Regions from separate parts of the Macaca mulatta genome. Here region 1 is linked to region 2. A link is a contact called in public Hi-C data. All regions are on one chromosome and are shown on one strand. The core of a region is the stretch at or near the end of the contact, and the rest is flanking DNA. Distances in the headings are between cores, read along the strand shown.

Region 1 (5,047 bases), core at 2,093-4,592, 79 kb after region 2:
GTCTCACTCTCGCCCATGCTGGAGTGTAGTGGCATGATCTTGGCTCACGGCAACCTCTCCACCTCCCAGGCTCAAGTGATCCTTCCGCCTCAGCCTCCCGAGTAACTGAGACTACAGGCGAAAGCCACCACACCCAGCTAATGTTTATTTTTTGTAGAGGCAGGGTCTCACTGTGTTGCTCAGGCTGGTCTCAAACTCCAGGGCTCAAGTGATCCACCCACCTCAGCCTCCCAAAGTGCTGGGATTATAGTCATGAGCCACCACATCCAGCCAGCACCACAGGATTAAGCAGACATGATGAGTCTTTGACATGGGCAAACCAGGGCCCAGAGAGGTGACTTGGGACAGGGCTGTCTCTTCAGTCCTTACCACACCGTGGACAAGATCAACCTTAAGACAGCACCCTGGGCTCTCACTGGACCCTGGATTCCAGCTCACAGCACACAAAGCAAACTGATCCCTGGACACCTGTTGCTGCCTAGCAGCATTCTGGTCAGTTTGCATCCTTGAAGTGACATAAGCAGGGAACCAATTCAGAGCAACATTTATTTATCAAGACAGGGTTTCACTCTGTCACCCAGGCTGGAGTGCAGTGGTGCAATCACGGTTCACTGCAACTTCTGCCTCCTGGGCTTAAGCGATCCTTCGACCTCAGCCTCCCAAATAGTTGAGACTACAGGTGCCTGCCACCACGCCTGGCTAATTTTTTATTTCCTTTTTTGATAGAGATAAAGTCTCACCATGTTTCCCAGGCTGGTCTTGAACTCCTGGACTCATCCTAAAGTGCTGGCCTCTCATTCCCTGTCTGTGCACACCTCACGGCAAGGGCCAGCCCGTTTCCTCCTGGTCACCTCCAAATCTTGCTGCTTTTAATTCAACTCAGAGGTATGCACGTGAGGTAGGAGGGCAGGGGAGGTGGGGATGGCAGGACATGGATGGTCCTTGAGGCGTCGACTCTGGGTGTCATGGACTGTGAGAGTCAAGAAGGGCAGTGGCCTGCCTAACTTGGGTTCAAAAGTGTCACTCTGGCCACTGCGGTGAGAACTGAAACCAGCCAGGCCAATTCTCCATTGTTTCTGCTCTTCCAGGCAGGAGAATATTAGGCCTGGAGTCAGAAGGTAGCAGTGGCTGGGGATTGTCGGGGGGTGTTGGGAAGAAGTGGTCCTTTGGTCAGGGTGGGAAGCCAACAGGATTTCCTGGTGCATTGGAGGTGAAAGCGAAGAGGCACTGGTGGCTGTGCTTTGGTCCTGAGCAGCCAGAAGCCAGTTGCCATCACCTATGACAAGGGAGACGGCACCTGGAGCAGAGCCCAGTATGGGGTGCGTTCAGGGTAGATCAGGAGGTATGAGTGGGCAGTGGGCAAGTGAGGCTGGGGGTTGTCGGGGAGGCCTGGGTTGCAGGTGTAAGCGTGGGACCCACGTCAGATTGGTGGCGGGTCACGCACACTGGGCTGGCTTTCAGGTCCTCCTCGCTGGCTTCCCGCTCCCAGGGACTTTCTCCTCCCAGATTCCTTAGCTGGGTAAGGGGTAGGACAGAGCCCTTTCCTAGGGAAGCCCGGCATCCCTTGCTGTCCAGGGAAGGGGGAGTCCTTCCAGACCCTGGCAGCTACTCCGCCCCTCCCCTGGCCTCCCCAGGCCTAGCCAGGGCTGGGTTCTCACCCACCTGTGCCACCCTGCCTTGTTACCCGGAAGCACAGCCTTGGGGACTGAGCGGGCCCTCACTGTCACTTTAAGAAGGGAATCAGCCACCTTGTGTTCACCACCTCTGGGGAAGGTGTGAGAGGGGAGAAGGAAGTGGCTGTTTGGCTGCTGACAACATGAAGACTTCCTGCGATGAGAACAGAGGCACAGGTGCTGGCCCTGCAGTCCCCAGAACCCGGACTGGAGGGGGCCATGGGGCGCCGGACCCTGGCCCTGCCCTGGGTGCTGCTGACCCTGTGTGTCACTGCGGGTGAGTGCCAGCACCAGAGAGGGGCAGGGGCTGCAGGGAGGGCGATGTAGGACAACAGCCCACCAACCTTGCTGCTGTTCCACAGGGACCCCGGAGGTGTGGGTGCAAGTTCAGATGGAGGCCACTGAGCTCTCGTCCTTCACTATCCATTGTGGGTTCCTGGGGCCTGGCTCCATCTCCCTGGTGACTGTGAGCTGGGGAGGCCCCGATGGTGCTGGGGGGACCAAGCTGGCTGTGTTGCACCCAGAACTTGGCACCCGGCAATGGGCCCCTGCTCGCCAGGCCCGCTGGGAAACCCAGAGCAGCATCTCTCTCGCCCTGGAAGACTCTGGGGCCAGCAGCCCCTTCGCCAACACCACCTTCTGCTGCAAGTTTGCATCCTTCCCTGAAGGCTCCTGGGAGTCCTGTGGGAGCCTCCCGCCCAGCTCAGACCCAGGTGGGGCCAGGGCGAGGAGCCCAGGAGGGCAGGGAGGGGCTTGGACACTGGCCACCGATCTGATTCTTGTCTCTGTGCCCAGGGCTCTCTGCCCCGCCAACTCCTGTCCCCATTCTGCGGGCAGATCTGGCCGGGATCTTGGGGCTCTCAGGAGTCCTCCTCTTTGGCTGTGGATACCTCCTTCACCTGCTGCGCCGACAGAAGCACCGGTGAGACCTGGGCCCTGTTCACATCCCCCTGACACTGGGCTGGCCACATGCCCTGCAGAGCTCTGACCATCCTCGCTCTCTCCCAGCCCTACCCCTAGGCTACAGCCATCCCACACCAACTCCCAGGCACTGACAGCACAAGCATGGGTGAGGAGGAGGGCTGCTTTGGGGACGAGGTGGCAGGGGAAGGGGGGCCAGGGCTGGACCCAAGCTGTACAGACTCACTTGACCCTCCTTCCCCCGTGCAGGCGCCCAGCCAGGCCTCCCAGGCTGCTCTCCACGACCCTTATGCCACTATCAACACCAGCTTCTGCCCAGCTACTTTGGACACGGCTCACCCCAACGGGTGGGCATCGCTCCCCACCCACGCCGCACACCAGCCCCAGGGCCCTGCCGCCTCGGCCTCCACACCCATCCTTGCACGTGGCAGCTTTGTCTCTGTTGAGAACGGACTCTACACTCAGGCATGGGAGAGGCCTCCCCACACCGGTCCCGGCCTCACTCTTTTCCCTGACTGTCGGGGTCCCAGGGCCGTGGAAGGACGCTTCGGAGTTCGATGAGAGAGACCATGAGGCCACTGGACTTTCCCCTTCCCTGGCCTCCTGGGCGCCACCCCCTTACTTTATTCTTGGGCCTCCAATAAGTGTACCACGGGTACTTGGCCAGGCCCACCTGCTGCGGATGTGGTCTGTGTGTGTGCATGCGTGGGGGTGTGTGGGCACAGGTGTGAGTGTGTGCGTGACAGAACCCCATTCCAGTCGTTTCCTGCCGTGACGAAGTCAGCAACACAGTTTCTCTGACTTGGGCCTTGACTGTGCTGCTTCTTTGGGGGTGAAGAGACTGGGGAGGCAGTCTCCACCCCTGGAGGAAGAAGCCAGGTGAGAACCAGAGTGGGTTGGGGCCTCCTTGCAGGGTTGGAGTTGGCCCAGGGAGAGGGCAGTGTCCCAATCTTAGAGATCTGTCCTGGCTTCTTGGGGTGGCGGGGGGTTGGGGGAGCTTCCTGAGGGACACTTCTAGCTGCCTAGATAGAACTGGGGGATCCCAGCAGGATGGTTTCTGCTCCAATCCCACCATGTCCTAGGACAGCTGCAAGGGTTCCTGGGGCTTCAGCCTGAGAGAAGTCCCTGTGGTTTGACCTGGCATCCTTCTGCCGGGCTCCCTGCTGTGGCCTGGTCTGCGGTCCTGATGCCCTCCTTCCATAGCGGGTGTCAGGCAGGGGGTGGAGAGTAGGGGGATTCGCCTGAAATCTTCCCTCAGTCACTTCCCCCACCTCCTCTCCGGGCAGGCAGAGGCCTTCACAGACGTGGGGGCCTCCCCACAAAATGTTCCATCCAGAGCCGGCCCTTCTGCTTGTGGGCCCCACAGCCTGGGCCTGATGGGGCTTTTGCCACACGAGACAGCGTGAGAGAGAGGGCTCTGGGCTTCGAGACTCCCCAGGAACGTAGCAGGCCCTAGGTGGCGGGGCTGTGTCGTTCCAGAGCCAGGCTGAGGCTGCTGCCTGAGCAGGGGTGAGCACCCCTGGGGAGGAAGGGCACCCGCCCCTCAGCCCCTCCCTGGGACTGCATGGGGGACATCGCAGGAAGTGCCAGCTGCCAATCAGGAACCATGCCCTACGTCCAGCTCAGGGACGGCCTGCCCAGAGGCTGCATCCACCCTCACCACCCTCCGCAGCCCAGCGCACTGCCCCAGGCAGGCCCTGATGTGGCCTTGCCAGGACCCAGCCCCATCCAGTTCCCAGCTCTGTACTATGCTGGAAAGAGGGTGGTTGCAGGTGGTCAGGCCTGCCTTCCTCAGCTGGTGGTCATCCTCCTCCTCCCAGAAACCCTCAGCACTGGCCTAGGCAGCTCAGCAGTTCCTCCAAGACTGGGGGCTCAAGGAAGAGACGAAGGGTTGCTGCAGAGGTCCCCAAGGAGCGTGAGGAAGGCAGTGCCGGGAGGAAGATGACAGGGAGGGAAGGGAGAGAGCAAAAGCACCCTGGACCCAGGGTGGGTGTGAACAGTGGGGCTTGTAAGGTCTCAGGGGAAACCTAAAGGGGATCTCCAGAAAGCTGGGTATCTCTAAGAAGCAGACAAAGGGGGGCCGGGCGCGGTGGCTCACGCACGCCTGTAATCCCAGCACTTTGGGAGCCCCATGCGGGTGGATCATGAGGTCAGGAGATTGAGACCACCCTGGCTAACACGGTGAAACCCTGTTACTACTAAAAATACAAAAAACTAGCCGGGTGTGGTGGTGGGCGCCTGTAGTCCCAGCTACTCTGGAGACTGAGGCAGGAGAATGGCGTGAACCCGGGAGGCAGAGCTTGCAGTGAGCCAAGATCGCGCCACTGCACTCCAGCCTGGGCAACAGAGTGAGACTCTGTCTCAAAAAAAAAAAGGCAGACAAAGGGGGAGCTCTGAGGGACCCCCTGCCAGGGCCACTTGCCCATCACACAGTGGAGGAAGAGTCCCCTGGC
Region 2 (4,677 bases), core at 735-3,234:
CCAGCACTTTGGGAGGCCGAGGCGGGTGGATCACCTGAGGTCGGGAGTTCGAGACCAGCCTGACCAACATGGGAAACCCCGTCTCTACTAAAAATAGAAAATTAGCTGGGCCTGGTGGCACATGCCTATAATCCCAGCTACTAGGGAGGCTGAGGCAGGAGAATTGCTTGAACCTGGGAGGCGGAGGTTGCGGTGAGCCGAGATCGTGCCATTGCACTCCAGCCTGGGCAACAAGAGTGAAACTCCGCCTCAAAAAACAAAACAAACAAACAAACAAAAGAATACTGCCACCATAATTTATTACATCAAAATCTTCTTTTTTTTTTGAGACGGAGTTTCATTCTTGTTGCCCAGGTCAGAGTGCAATGGCACAATCTTGGCTCATTGCAACCTCCGCCTCCTGGGTTCAAGGATTCTCCTGCCTCAGCCTCCCCAGTAGCTGGGATTACAGTCATGTACCACTGCACCTGCCTAATTTTTTTTTTTTTTTGTATTTTTTGTAGTGATGAGGTTTCACCATGTTGGCCAGGCAGGTCTTGAACTCCTGACCTCAGGTGATCCACCCGCCTTGGTCTCCCAAACAGCTGGGATTACAGGTGTGAGCTACCATGCCCAGCCTTGATTGTTGTTTCTAACAAGTCTTAAAAGACACCCAGACTTCAACAATTGTTACTATATTCAGATTTTTTTGGTTTGTTTTTGAGACAATCTTGCTCTTTTACCCAGTCTGGAGTGCAGTAGCATGATCATGGCTCACTGCAGCTTCAAACTCCTGGGCTCAAGCAATTCTCCCACCTCAGCCTCCCCGGTAGCTGGGACTACATGTGCGGTATCATGCCTGGTTAATTTTTAAATTTTTAGAGATGGGGTCTTGCTATGTTGCCCAGGCTTCTAGAATCACTCTTCATATTACTCACTAACACTGCCTCCACCACATTAATACGGCAACAGGTCTAGAAATTATTTAAAACAAAAATTTCCAATGTTTACATTGTGTGATGTATGTATGTATGTATGTATGTGTGTGTGTGTGTGTGTGTGTATCATTCCAAGGTACTGTTTCTAATTTTTTCCTGCAGAGAATATTCAGTATTGTATCTGCATTGGCTAGCTGGTGATTCTATTCACCATCACATTGTCCCAGACTGAATCTGAAGACAAAAAACCACTTTGGGAACAAAATCTTTTTTTTTTTTTTTTTGAGATGTAGTCTCGCTGTCTCCCAGGCTGGAGTGCAGTGGCGTCATCTCGACTCACTGCAAGCTCCACCTCCCAGGTTCGCGCCATTCTCCTGCCTCAGCCTCCCGAATAGCTGGAACTACAGGCGCCCGCCACCACGCCTAGCTAATTTTTTTGTATTTTTTAGTAGGGACAGGGTTTCACTGTGTTAGCCAGGATGGTTTCCATCTTCTGACCTCGTGATCCGCCCGCCTCGGCCTCCCAAAGTTCTGGGATTACAGTTGTGAGCCACCGCGCCCGGCCAAGGGAACAAATTCTTGTCTTCAACAAAGAGCGGTCTTGAGTAGGCATAAAAGTAGCATTTGAAGGTTGGGCGCCCAGCCTTGAATAGCTTTTTACATGCATTGCACGTTATTTCCTTTTATTATCACGTTTTTTGGGTCCAGTCTTAAACCTGGGAAGGCATTCGTTTGGGAGGTCACACTAGCGGGCATCCTGGTTCAGGCGGAACCCAGACTCTAGAAAGCGCGCGCGGAGCCACACGGTCAACCCTGTCCCACTCCTGGCCCTCCCACACCGTCCCCTCCGCGGAAGCACTCCCGCCTCCTCTCGCTCAGGCACTGACTGAGAGGCGGGGAGATGGGTGTTAAAGAGGGGATATCACCAATCAACGTGCGCCTCCGGGAAGGAGCGCTTCGCACTGGCTGGTTGGGTCTGACGACGTGGCCACGATCCAATCCTCATGCTAGAGGCGCGGCTAAAGGGTAGGGAAGCAAGCAGAAGGAGGAGCGCTCCGGGTGCGAGCACGTGACCGGGGCCTGAAGCCGGAAGCTACCTATCTGGTAGGGAGCTCCACCAGCACCGAAGACTGCGATGGTGAGTGAGGACGCATGCGCGGGAGGACCCGCCGGGGGTTCCGCGTCTCTGCTCCCCAATCTGTGTGGTTTCCCCCTCGTGGGTCTGCGCTCCACCCTCACCTCCTATCCGCTCGGGGAGGAAGACGGGATGGAGATGGGAGGGATGGCGATGGGAATGCTGGGGAGGGGTCTGTGGGAGGGTGTTCTGGGGCTGCGGGTAGTCTGCAGGTCAGGGGCGGGGAGGTGGAGAGAGGGTCTGGGGGCAGGGGCCAGTGGGGCAGCGAAGTCCCCTCGGAGTAGCATAGGTGGAGCGTGGAAGGCCAGGGGAGCCCGGGGGCCGAGAGTGGGGGCAGATGGAGGCTCGGGAAGATCAGTATTGAGGACCATGTAGGGGGAAGGGAGCCGGGAAAGGACCTGGCTGGGGAATGAGAAAACCTGGGGCCATCGCCAATCAAGAGACTTGGGTTTGTAGGTGAAGGGTATCAGGGGCCATCCATCCCTCTAGCATGCTTCTCACTACTTGCATCTTTACCCACTAGACTTCTGCACTGACCCAGGGGCTGGAGCGAATCCCAGACCAGCTCGGCTACCTGGTACTGAGTGAAGGTGCAGTGCTGGCGGTGCGTTCTGGGAAAGGGAGGGGGTCCCTTAGTGCACACAGCCCGGTAACCCCTTCTAATATTGGCCCTTCTTTTCTCGACTTTTACCTGGTTTGCGGTCTGGCATCTATTAGGTTGGTACAAAAGTATTTGCAGTTTTTGCAATTACTTTCAGTAATCAGTCTGTGGAATCTTAGTCTCCTAACGGTTGCGGTTTATTTATTTACTTATTTATTTACACTTTTTGAAACTGAGTTTCATTCTTGTTGCCCAAGCTGGAGTGCAGTGGTGCGATCTCGGCTCACTGCAACCTCCGCCTCCGGGGTTCAAGCGATTGTCCTGCCTCAGCCTCCAGAGTAGCTGGGATTACAGGCATGTGCCACCACGCTCGGCTATTTTTTTGTATTTTTAGTAGAAACGGGGTTTCACCGTGTTAGCCAGGCTGGTCTCAAACTCCTGACCTCAGGTGATCCATCTGCCTCAGCCTCCCAAAGTGCTGGGATTACAGGCGTGAGCCAACATCCCTGGCCTTTATTTGATATTTCTTAAAGAGTCATTTGTATTTTGTTCCATAGTACTGTATAGTGTTAGGTCTCTAGATGTTTTTGATTTAGCTAGAGACAAAGCTTAAGGTTAAGTGTTGAAAACAATACAGGTGGTAAAAGACTATTGAAGGAATCCAGGATATTAAAAATTCAACATGTTATGACAAGGTAACTAACTTCCCTGGAGGTAGGAATTCAGCCCAGCTTAAAGGAGAGTATTTACAGTGGGGAGGTGGACATATTTGCAGGTGTGTGGCACTGACCTTTCTAAACTGATGGTAAGTCTGTGCTGAAAAGATTTGGGAAGATTTGAGGGAAGAGGAAGATATGGTCAGGGAGGATCTGATTGTGAAGGATCTTCAAGGCCAGGTTAACACACTTGAACTTATTCTTCTTGGAGGTAATACAGCTTGAAAGGTTTTTTAAACAGAAACAAGACCCAGTGAGGTGGTTGAGCAATATTGTTGTTAGTGATGTGAAGATGGGCAGAAGGAGGCATCATTAAGAGATTAGACTGGGCCAGGCATAGGTGGCTCACGTCTTTAGTAATCCCAGCATTTTGGGAGGCCAAGGCGAGTGGATCACGAGGTCAGGAGATCTAGACCATCCTGGCCAACACGGTGAAACCCTGTCTCTGTTAAAAATACAAAAACAAAATTGGCCAGGCGTGGTGGTGGGCGCCAGCTACTCGGGAGGCTGAGGCGGGAGAATGGCGTGAACCAGAAAGGCGGAGGTTGCAGTTAGCCAAGATTGCACCACTGCACTCCAGCCTGGGTGACAGAGCAAGACTCCGTCTCAAAAAAAAAAAAAAAAAAAAAGAGATGAGACTGGGCAAGTGGCAGTAAGAAGGAGCAAGGAGAGAAGAGTTTTGTTTTTGTTTTTGTTGTTTTTTGAGACAGAGTCTCGCTCTGTGGCCCAGGCTGGAGTGCAGTGGCATGATCTCAGCTCAGGGCAACTTCCGCCTCCCAGGTTCAAGCGATTCTCCCGCCTAAGCCTCCTGAGTAGCTAGGATTACAGGCGTGTGCCACCACACCCGGCTAATTTTTGTATTTTTAGTAGAGATGGGATTTTGCCATGTTGGCCAGGCTGGTCTCGAACTCCTGACCTTGTGATCTGCCCACCTCAGCCTCCCAAAGTGCTGGGATTACAGGCATGAGCCACCGCGCCCGGCCCTTTTTTTTTTTTTTTTTTTTTAGGACAGAGTCTTGCTGTCACTCAGGCTGAAGTGCAGTAGTGTGATCACATCTCATTGCAGTCTTGAACTCCTGGGCCCAAGCGATCCTCCCACCTCAGCATCCCAAGTAACTAGAACTATAGGCAAGCACCACCACGCCCAGCCATTAAAAAAAAAAAATTTATAGGGACAGGGGTCTTGCTATGTTGCCCAGGTTGGTCTCGAAGTCCTGGCCTCCATCAGTCCTCCTGCCTTGGCCTCCCAAAGTGCTGGGATTATAGGTATGAGCTACTGTGCTTGGCTGGGAGAAGATATTTTAAAGA

What was found. A called contact is a pair of places that touch in the nucleus more often than the background predicts.
Region 1: a Hi-C map of blood shows a contact between it and region 2, with 4 times the contacts expected there. The contact joins the promoter of PILRB here to the promoter of LAMTOR4 in region 2. A contact is called at or near these places in 7 of 14 Hi-C or Micro-C datasets (CD4 T cells, blood, cortical neurons and 4 more).

Annotation. Positions count from the first base shown.
Region 1 is chr3:47,544,175-47,549,221 of T2T-MMU8v2.0, forward strand. It overlaps PILRB (paired immunoglobin like type 2 receptor beta), which reads left to right and starts at 3,343. Exons shown (of 6, transcript XM_077996374.1): 1 at 3,343-3,473. It overlaps PVRIG (PVR related immunoglobulin domain containing), which reads left to right and starts at 763. Exons shown (of 5, transcript XM_028845576.2): 1 at 763-885; 2 at 1,734-1,950; 3 at 2,036-2,386; 4 at 2,469-2,595; 5 at 2,844-3,400. The coding sequence starts at 1,833. The coding sequence ends at 3,369. It overlaps LOC144339726 (a long non-coding RNA gene), which reads right to left and starts at 3,191. Exons shown (of 3, transcript XR_013415083.1): 1 at 2,018-3,191; 2 at 1,663-1,827; 3 at 529-1,276.
Region 2 is chr3:47,466,347-47,471,023 of T2T-MMU8v2.0, forward strand. It overlaps LAMTOR4 (late endosomal/lysosomal adaptor, MAPK and MTOR activator 4), which reads left to right and starts at 1,985. Exons shown (of 4, transcript XM_077996395.1): 1 at 1,985-2,055; 2 at 2,576-2,656. The coding sequence starts at 2,053. LOC144339725 (a long non-coding RNA gene) reads right to left here. Exons shown (of 2, transcript XR_013415082.1): 2 at 2,575-2,910.